3 separate regions of the Mus musculus genome follow, and regions 2 and 3 are each linked to region 1. The links are chromatin contacts, called in public HiChIP or PLAC-seq maps. All regions are on one chromosome and are shown on one strand. The core of a region is the stretch at or near the end of the contact, and the rest is flanking DNA. Distances in the headings are between cores, read along the strand shown.

Evidence for each region. HiChIP or PLAC-seq counts read pairs in DNA pulled down with a chosen protein or histone mark.
Region 2: an H3K27ac HiChIP or PLAC-seq map of double positive thymocytes shows a contact between it and region 1, with 5 read pairs. The contact joins the enhancer-like site here to the promoter of Ap1m2 in region 1. A contact is called at or near these places in 7 of 39 promoter capture datasets (the C10 cell line, the HPC-7 cell line, cranial neural crest and 4 more), 1 of 15 datasets of contacts at CTCF or cohesin (large pre-B cells), 4 of 484 Hi-C or Micro-C datasets (bone marrow-derived macrophages, embryonic fibroblasts, female germline stem cell-derived STRA8 germ cells and 1 more), 7 of 115 datasets of contacts at active chromatin or transcription factors (the SCID.adh cell line, acute myeloid leukemia, bone marrow-derived macrophages and 2 more) and 3 of 9 other capture datasets (adipose tissue, liver and pancreatic islet).
Region 3: an H3K27ac HiChIP or PLAC-seq map of embryonic stem cells shows a contact between it and region 1, with 5 read pairs. The contact joins the enhancer-like site here to the promoter of Ap1m2 in region 1. A contact is called at or near these places in 6 of 39 promoter capture datasets (the C10 cell line, HPC-7-derived erythroid cells, cranial neural crest and 3 more), 4 of 115 datasets of contacts at active chromatin or transcription factors (bone marrow-derived macrophages, embryonic stem cells, intestinal villus epithelium and 1 more) and 3 of 9 other capture datasets (adipose tissue, liver and pancreatic islet).

Annotation. Positions count from the first base shown.
Region 1 is chr9:21,310,635-21,313,810 of GRCm38.p6, reverse strand. Ap1m2 (adaptor protein complex AP-1, mu 2 subunit) reads left to right here and starts at 1,478. Exons shown (of 11, transcript NM_009678.2): 1 at 1,478-1,604. The coding sequence starts at 1,563.
Region 2 is chr9:21,382,919-21,386,151 of GRCm38.p6, reverse strand. All of the region lies in intron 1 of Ilf3 (interleukin enhancer binding factor 3), which reads right to left. Among named protein-coding and RNA genes, the nearest start is that of Gm36198, 14 kb to the right of the region's middle. Within about 2 kb of position 1,886, at least 7 of the 459 cell types and tissues checked have an H3K27ac peak or open chromatin away from gene starts, as enhancers often do. A contact at or near this core is called in the HPC-7 cell line and double positive thymocytes, where this site is marked.
Region 3 is chr9:21,203,345-21,206,324 of GRCm38.p6, reverse strand. Pde4a (phosphodiesterase 4A, cAMP specific) reads right to left here. Exons shown (of 15, transcript NM_183408.3): 10 at 2,773-2,937; 11 at 1,902-2,001; 12 at 1,201-1,355; 13 at 912-1,034; 14 at 1-180. Among named protein-coding and RNA genes, the nearest start is that of Keap1, 34 kb to the left of the region's middle. Within about 2 kb of position 1,649, at least 73 of the 459 cell types and tissues checked have an H3K27ac peak or open chromatin away from gene starts, as enhancers often do. A contact at or near this core is called in embryonic stem cells and pro-B cells, where this site is marked.

The sequences.
Region 1 (3,176 bases), core at 229-2,728:
TTAGCCTGTGCTATACATGAGGCCCCAGACAAAAACATTAAGGGCTGGGAATGTAATCAGGGGCACAGGGCTTGCCTGTCACCAGCAAAGGTGGGCGTTCCACCCCCTAGGACTGTCAAAACAACCAGAATAAGAGAATTGTGGCCTGATAACCCGGCTGTGTGGCCCTGAGACTGTCTGTGCTCTGCTTCCTCCCAGGTGGTGGCTGATAAGCTCTTCACACAGGCCCTCTGCTTTAGGACAATTGCCTTGGGAGATCCTCATAGCTGCATCTGGACTCCCGGCCTGTTAAAGGTCAGAGCCCGCACCGATGCCCAAACGGGCTTTGTCGCCCCCTGGCGGCTGCACAGGAAACGTTTCTTCCACAGCGGAGCGTCATGTAGATGGCTAGGCTAAGGTTTAGAGTGGGTTTTTTTCCCCATCACCTTCCGCAAAACGGTATCCCAGCAATGGGGAAGCAGAATGATCTTGAGTTTAAGGGTAGCCTGGGATATTAAAAAAAAAAGAATGAAATTAGAAAACGGAAAACAAAGTCAGACATGTTGGTTCGTGACTAATCACAGAACTTGTAAGGCTGAGGCCAGTCTGGACCACACAATGAGCTCCAGGCCATCCGGGCTATCTCAACCTTTCTTCTAGATTTTTTTTTTTTTTTTTTTTTTTTATGGTTTTTCGAGACAGGGTTTCTCTGTATAGCCCTGGCTGTCCTGGAACTCACTCTGTAGACCAGGCTGGCCTCGAACTCAGAAATTCGCCTGCCTCTGCCTCCCGAGTGCTGGGATTAAAGGCGTGCGCCACCGCCCGGCTTCTTCTAGAATTAATAACACAAAACAAATAAACAACACGAGCGAAGCATGGTGGCGCCTTTAATCCCAGCACTCGAGAGGAAGACGCAGGTGGACTCGAGGCCAGCTATGGCTACACAGAGAACTCTGTTTTGAAAAAAATATATACAACTAGCAGCAACAGCAATACTAATAATAACAACAGAAACAACGAAACAATTAAAATGTTTAGTGTGAGAAGGATTAACACTACTGAACATCTAGTGGTGGGCACCGGGTCACACATAGAAAAAGGGCCAAGTCCTGTTGAAACTGGTATGTGTGGGTGAGAGAACAAGTTACATAGACACACGAACAGGCTGATGCCCTGGTGGGTGGATGGATGCTTGATTGGGTGGATACGTGTATGTATGGGTGGGTTAATGTAGATGTGAATGTGTATACGTATGTGGAAGGGGGTGATGGATGGATGTGTGGGTGGGTGGGTGAGTGGAAGCGGAGCGTGAATGGATACATGGGTAGGCGGATGCGAGGATCGATGGAGAACTTGAGACAGGACAGCAGTCGCGGCTCCTGGACCAGCCTTGGCATTTGCCGCCGACCGTGCCTCTCACCTGGCGGCCTCCCCTTTAAGACGCATTCACCTGGCGGCCTCCCCTTTAAGACGCGCTCACCTGGCGGCTCACCTGGGCGAAGGCGCTTCCGCAGGAAGAAGGAAGCCGCAGCGCTGCCGCCTCTGCAGCTCGCTCTCGCCTCCTAGCTTCACGGACTGCCACCATGTCGGCCTCGGCAGTCTTCATTCTGGACGTCAAGGGCAAGGTGAGGCAGAGGGCGAGGGATCGAGGTACTCCGGGCGAGTCCGCGGGCCTAGGGCTCAGGACCAGGAGCCGGGAACCCGTCCTCTCCAGCCGTCTGTGGCAAGGGGCTTCACCTCTCTTAGAGTCATTTTCCGTGTTTGTAAAATGAGATGCCCACCATCTGAGCGCCCTGAACCAGTGAGCACAGTCCTTCTGCAACCCTGGGGCTCAAAAATGCGCCAAGTGTAACTCTCTGGCTATCCTAGCAAGCTTCTCCAGTGTCGATCAGAGCGGTAGAGATGAAAACAAGAGCCCTGTAATGCAATGACAGCCTGGTCATGTGCCTCAGTGGGCAGCTGGCTGGCCTAGCACACAGACCTAGGTAATGGTCCCAGCGCACTGCATAAGCAGCCATAATTCCAGCACTTGGAAGGTGGAGGCAGAAGGATCAGGAAATCAAGGGAGTTTGAATCGGGCCTGAGCTATGTGTGAGTGACACCCTCACTGTCTCAAAAACAAAACAGGCTCAACAAGCCCAGGCACCGGCTGCCTAAGCCTGGCGACCTGAGTTTAAGTCTCAAACCCAAGTGAAAGGGAATGGAGACCACACACACACAGACACCACACAGACACACACACATACAGACACACACACACACACACACACACACACACACACCAGGCATCAGCATGCTCCCTCACACACTATGCACACAGAAAATAATAGTGCCTGTGAAAAGAAGCTAGCAATAACGACAAGGGGGTCAGGTGTCCTACCATGCACCTGTCATCCTAGCTACTCTGGAAGCCGAGTCAGAGGGATGACCTGAGCTCAGGAGGGCAAGGCCAGCCTGGGCTACAATAGCAAGACAAAACAAAGAAATAGAATAACCTTGAACAAGAACAGCTTAGGAAGGGAGGTTCAGCTCCACTTCTCTGCTTTTTGTGGACATAGTTTAAAACCTCAACTCCTTCAGCCTGGAAAGTGGAGACAAAGACACCTGCCTCAAGGCTGAGAGGTGACAGGCACTGAAACTCCTCAGCAAAGATTCTTCCTCCTCTTCCTCCTCTTCCTCCTCTTCCTCCTCTTCCTCCTCTTCCTCCTCTTCCTCCTCTGTGTGTGTGTGGGCGGGGGGGGGGGGTAGGTGGGGTGGAACCCAAGCTAAGCCAGCACACTGGCACTAAATTACATCTTTTAAATATTTATTTATTTATTTATTTATTTATTATATGTAAGTACACTGTGGCTATCTTCAAACACTCCAGAAGATGGCATCAGATTTCATTACGGATGGTTGTGAGCCACCATGTGGTTGCTGGGATTTGAACTCAGGACCTTTGGAAGAGCAGTCTGCACTCTTAACCGCTGAGCCAGCTCTTCATAGTTTTTAAATTACACTTATTCATTTGCTCTGCGTATGTGAGAATCTGTTCTGTCCTGTTCCCGTGTGTGCGGGTGCTAGAGTGGGACCTCAGGCTGTCAGGCTTGGTGAGACCCTTCAACCACTGAGAACCACTTAGTTCTTTCATGGTCCCCCCTCTGAATTTTTATTTTGAAATGGTATCTGGCTGAATTACCCAGGCCGGCTTCAGA
Region 2 (3,233 bases), core at 637-3,136, 72 kb before region 1:
CTGTGAAAGGAAGAAAGGGAGGGAAAGAAAAGGAAAAAGAAATGATGAAAACTGTGGAACTTGGTGGTATACATCTTTAATCCCAGTACTTAGAAGGCAGAGACATGAGGAATCTCTGAGTCTGAAGGCCAGGATGGTCTACAAAGCAAGTTCCAGGAAAGCCAGGGCTGTAGAGAAACAGAGAAAGGCAGGCAGGCAGGCAGGCAGGCAAAAAGAAAAACAAACTGTGCTTATTAGGCATGATAGTATTCCCTGCACTCAGAAAACGAAAGTTAAGGCCAGCCTAGGCTATAACCCTATTTTAATACATAAACAGGGCAGGAGATAGATTAATATTTAAGAACACTTGCTAATCAAACATGAACACCAGCAGGTGACCCCCCAACACTCATAACGGAAAGTCTGTAACCCCAGCACTGAGTAGGTTAGAGACAAGAGGATGGCTGGCTAAAGCTTTCTGCTCGCTCCCTAGCTCCAGCTTCCTTGAGACTGCCTGTGTAAGGACTAAGGTGAGTGATAGAGCAGGACACACACACATGCATACACACCACATACAAAAAAGAAATCAAACACACATAAACCAAAATATCAACCAAAATATCACAATATGTTGCGAGAAGGAAAAAAGGTAGGAGCTCTGACCCTTGAGGACACTGCAGAAAAAATTAGGAGGTCACAAGGAAAAGTGGTGAGTACTCTCAACCTTGGGCAGAGAAGCTTGTTTGCAGTGGGCTTGGGTTAATGCAGACTCATAACCAGTCCAAGTGCTGAAAATAAGTGATTACTAAGTGAATGGCTCTAAATGGGACATCTAGTCACTGGCTCCAAGGTCTAGGAAACAGCACAGAAGAGTGGGCAGATAGGATGCTAAGAGGAGTAGGATGTGGTAGGAACACTGAAAGTATGTCTTTCTGACATGACCTGGCCACTGCACTCAGAACCTCAAGGTAGCTGGGACTACCTGCACGAGAACAACACTGCTTGGGATATGTCATTTTAACATAGATGGAGGAGTGGCTTATGAGGCCCCACCCTAGCTGAGACCCTTTTGGTAGTTGCTGAGGAAAAGGGAGTCATTTTCTTCAGTGTTGCAACCATTGTTAAGTTGCCCTTGCACCAGAGTATGGAACAATCCCACCACTACCATACAAACATACTTTTATAAGCAACCTTAATTAAAGGCAATGGGCTATAAAACAGCAACAAAACAAATAAAACAACAACAAAAACCCTGAGGCAAGAAGGGACTTGTTATAAAGGACTCAGTAGGAATGTGACAGAGTGAAGAGGGAGTAAGAATAATCAAAATATATTATGTATATGGACAAACTGTTAAAAAACTAAAAAAAAAAACACTTCTGGAAGGAGCTACCAGCAGAATGGCTCAGGGATAAGGGTGCAAAAACCAACTCCTCCTGCAAGCTGTCATCTGAACTTCCTTAGGTGTGTTATGGCATCTGTACCCCCCTCTACGCCATAAAAATGAATGTACATAAGAGACAAATGAACATTTAGAAAAGACATCCAAATGTACAAGGCAAAAGCAGTTACACAATTCTGTAAGCAACATGCAAACTACAATCTACCCTACTCTTGTGCCCTACCAATAGCCTGACCAGGCTGCAAGTGTCCACCAGTCAACGGCTAAGCCCCTCCACAGCACCAATCTGCTCCATCACACCAGTGAGGCCTTTCAGCCACACTAGTTACAAGACAGAATATAGGTACAACCCTCAAAAGGTATAAACTTCAAGGACAAAGTGCCAAGACTGGCCAGAGACTCTCCTAAAGAGCTTCAGAACTGCCTAGCAATCAACACTACTAACAGCACAGCATGGTAGTTGCAGAGTGCTGCAGAGGTGGCTCAGGAAAGAGGAGAAAGGCTTCAGGGGCCAAAAGTGGGGCAAGGAGAGAGTGCAGATGTGTAGGATGATAAGAGGTCAGAGACTAAGCCTAGGCTGTAACTGCTCCTTAAGCAGGCACATATGGGAAGTCAGCCACAGCCCAGTGACCTGTCTGCCTTTCAACTTTCTATGGGCTTCCTCCTTATTCCTACAGCACAGAAGGGCCCTGCACAACATCTTAAAAGCTAAGCAGGTCAACCTATGTAAGTCACAAAGCTCAAGTCCCTCTGACCCTTTGTATGTCCTGCTCCTAACAGTGTTACTGTCACCAGAAGATGCAGGTTCTTCCCATGTTAAAAGGAAGAGACTGGAACTCAAGTGGGTGTCAACTATACAAGACTGTGTTGCAAAAGGATGTCCATGCACAGCTCCAACGTCAGCACTTGGAAGATAGAGACAAGATCAGGATTAAGGACATATTTGAGGCCAGCCTAGCTTAAGGGAAAATTTATCCCAAAAGCCAATACTTGAGAGCTAGAAAGGCAGCTTTGTGGTTAAGGGCTCTTGCTGCTCTTGTAGAGGACTGGAGTTCAACTACCAGTACCCATTTAACTAGCTTACACTACACCTTCCTGTAACTCCAGACACAGACAATAGTACTCCCATACGCGCGCGCGCGCGCGCACGCACACACACACACACACACACACACACACACACACAAGTAAAAAATACTTTAAAAAAATGTACTGCTTAGAAGATGTGATAATGGGCGTGGTGGTGCACGCCTTTAATCCCAGCACTGGGAAGATAGAGGCAGGTGGATTTCTGAGTTCCAGGCCAGCCTGGCCTTCAGAGTGAGTTCCAGGACAGCCAGGGCTACACTGAGAAACCCTGTTTCAAAAAACCCAAAAAAAGGGTGACTGGAGAGATGGCTCAGCGGTTAAGAGCACTGACTGCTCTTCCAGAGGGCCTGAGTTCAAATCCCAGCAACCACATGGTGGCTCATAACCATCCATAATGAGATCTGATGCCCTCTTCTGGTGTGTCTGAAGACAACTACAGTGTACTTACATATAATAACAAATAAATCTTTAAACCCCTCCCCCCAAAAAAAGATGTGATAATGATCCAAGTTAGCAAGGTATAATGGAGTATGCCTTTAATCTTAGCACTCAGGAGGCAGAGACAGACAGATCTCTGTGCATTTAGACAGACAGATCTCTGTGCATTTGAGGCCAGTATAATATATATAGCAGACAGCCAGAATTATGTACAAAAACTCTATCTCAAAAAACAAAACAAAACAAAAAGAAGTTCCAGTTCAGTGTCCAGCACCCACATTAGGCAGTTCACCCCTTCTCTACCTCCAGGTCCAGGGGATACACT
Region 3 (2,980 bases), core at 400-2,899, 110 kb after region 1:
AGACTTCTCCACAGAGGCTGTGTGCTTGTCACACATGGGGCTAATCTCCATTCCGCGTTCCCGTTCTCGGTCACCCTGCTGGAAGAACTCAGCCATGATGCGATCAGTCCATTGTCGGTACAGCTCCAGGGGCTTGGTGGGATTGCTGAGGTCTGCACAGTGCACCATGTTCCTGAGGACCTGGTGAATACAGGGAGGGGCCTTCAGAGGCCAGGCAGAATCCCAGTCTGTGGGCCTCTGGCTGTCTTCTCTCTCTGTCTCCCTGTCTTTTTTATGAGACAGGGTCCCCTGTAGCTTAGGTTGGCCTTGAACTTGCTATGTAGCTGCGGATGACCTCAAACTCTGATCCTGCCCCCATCTTCTAAGTGCTGGGGACACAGGGATGCAACAGCACACTCAGATTTAGTTTCTAGTGGCTTTATTTGACTTTTTAAAAGGGGTTTCCAAATAGAGTCCCAGCTGGTTTTGGACTTGTGGCCATCCTCCAGTCTCTACTTTTGGAATGCTGGGATTAAGGGTGCTCACTAGGCCTAAGGTTTTCTTAACTCCATGTGCTTGTATGCCTGAATGTGTATGTGTGTGTGTGTGTGTGTATGTGCGCGCGCGCTAATGCACAAATGCATGTGTGTGTATGCGTGTCTGTGTATGTGTGTGCTGGGCAGGTGAATTGGAGTGAAGGAGAAAGCTGAGGCAAGAAGTGTGAGGGAAATGGAGAGAGGTGAGAGACAGCTGGGGCAAGATGGGTGTGTGGTGAGAGAAGCTGAGTGGGGTACGTCAGGGGAGAGGGTTGGAGAGAGACGGAAGAGGTTGAGAAAGAGACATATGGGAATTGACAGAGGAAGGAGGGGCATGTGTTGGAAAGGGAAGATGGGAGAGGCAATCACGAACGAGGAAGAGGGCATCTGGGGCACCTGGATACGGTCAGAGTAGTTGTCCAGCAAGAGAACTCCAGAGCTGGTCACTTTCTTCGTCTCTACCATAGTCTTCAGGTCAGCCAGAAGGGTCATGTGCTTGGACATGTCTGTGGCCAGCACCTAAAAGCAAGATATGTCAAGTCAGGGAAGAAAGCTTGCCCACCCTCCCCCTGACATCCACTCTGTTACCTACCCTGGCCCTAGATTTATTTTCCTTTGCCAAACTGCAGGGTTCTTAAGGCCCGCCCCGCCACCAAGCCCCACCCACAGCGCTGGCCCCGCCCACCATGTCGATGACCATCTTGCGCAGGCTCTGCCGCTGGCGCTTGCTGAGGTTCTGGAAGATGTCGCAGTTCTCTTCTTGCAGCAGCTTGAATCCCACAGCCAGGTGGTGGTTCTCAAGCACAGACTCATCGTTGTACATCAATGCCAGCTCCGAATCTGCAGAGTACCACGTGGTACCACCTGGGTACCAAGCCCCGCCCCGTGCGCGCCCAGTCTCCAGTTGGCTTCATTTTCAGACTGACTAGTCCCAGCCCCCTCCTCTGCCACATCGGTGCTTCACCAAATAAACCAAGCATCAGGCGCCTAGACTGTTCCTGCTCCAATCCTCCTCTGGCCGTCCTCACCCTTAGCCTAGCGGGCCCATCCCATCCTCACAAGCCCCGCCCCCACCTGGCTGGCTCCACCCCTAGCTCAGTTGGTTTAATTTCACGCCCCATAAACCAGGTTCACAGGCAGGTTGTTTCCCATCAATATATTAAGCCCCAAAGCTAGCCTTGCCAGCTCCTCCCCTAGCCCAGGTGGTCTAATCTCTACAACACAGGCTCCACCTTCATCCTGACCAGCCCCGGTTCCAGCTAGACCACCTCCATACTTTCATCCCAACGTGAGGGGCTATTCCCACCTCCATTCAACCAGATGTTGCTTCTAGGCCAAATGGCCACGCCCTGAGCCTAACTGTCTCCGCCCTGAAAAGCCACTCACTGGTGTTGATTAGGAACTGGTTGGAGACGCCAGGGTGGTCCACGTCATGGATGGCAGCAGCGAAGAGAGCAGCAAGAATCTCCAGGTCTGTGAACACGGCCTGGGGGCAGGGAGAAGAAGTGAGAGAGAGGCAGAGTCTGACACAGAGGGGACACACAAAAGGGACAGCCCAGACAGAGATGAGGAAGATGGGACTCCAGAAAGAAGAGGAAGAGAAAGATAGATGTAGTGTCTGGGCAGATGATCGCTGAACCAGTAAAGTGCTGGCTACGCAAGCATGACGACCTGAGCTTCAAACCCACACCCCACATTAAAAAGCCAGGCCTGTGGGCTGATCTTGCAATTTCAGCTTTGAGAGAGGGCTGCGTCCCTGGGGCCCCTGGCCAATCTCCCCTACTCAGTGGTTGACCCTGTTTCAAAAATGAAGGTGTTAATCTCAGCATTCAGGAGGCAGAGGCAGGCGGATCTCTATGAGAGCTGTACACCAGCCTGGTCTGGGGATGTGTGGCAACAAGTGACATCCTGACTTGGAACAAGGTAAAGGGACGGTAAGACACAAAGGAGTGTTCTCCGACCTCCACACATGCCCCGTGTGCCCCCTTACACACACACACACACACACACACAGGCCAGTAAAACAAAACAGACACTAGCAAGACTGCTCACTGGGTAAAAGAACTTGCTACTCAGGTAAACATGACTGAGTCTGGTTCCTGGATTTACATAGTAAAAAGGCAGAAAACTCCGTTCCAAAAGTTGTTCTCTGACCTCCACACATAGGCAACAGCACCCCCCAAAAACAAGAGAAGATAGGATTAGAGAAATGGGCTAGAGGAGATGAAGGGACAGACAGGAGGAGGCGGGCACTCACATCCAGTGCAGGCGTGGCCAGCAGCACATGTGTGGACTGTAGCACATCGGCTGCGTGCAGGCTGTTGTGGTAGGCCACGTCAGCGTGGTAGTGGTCCTCCAGCGTCAGCATGTATGTCATCATGGTGTCCACGGGGATGTGGAATTTCTTCAGTAAGTCCCGCTCCTGGGAGCCAGAGCAGAGCAGTGACTCCTGCTGACCCCCAATG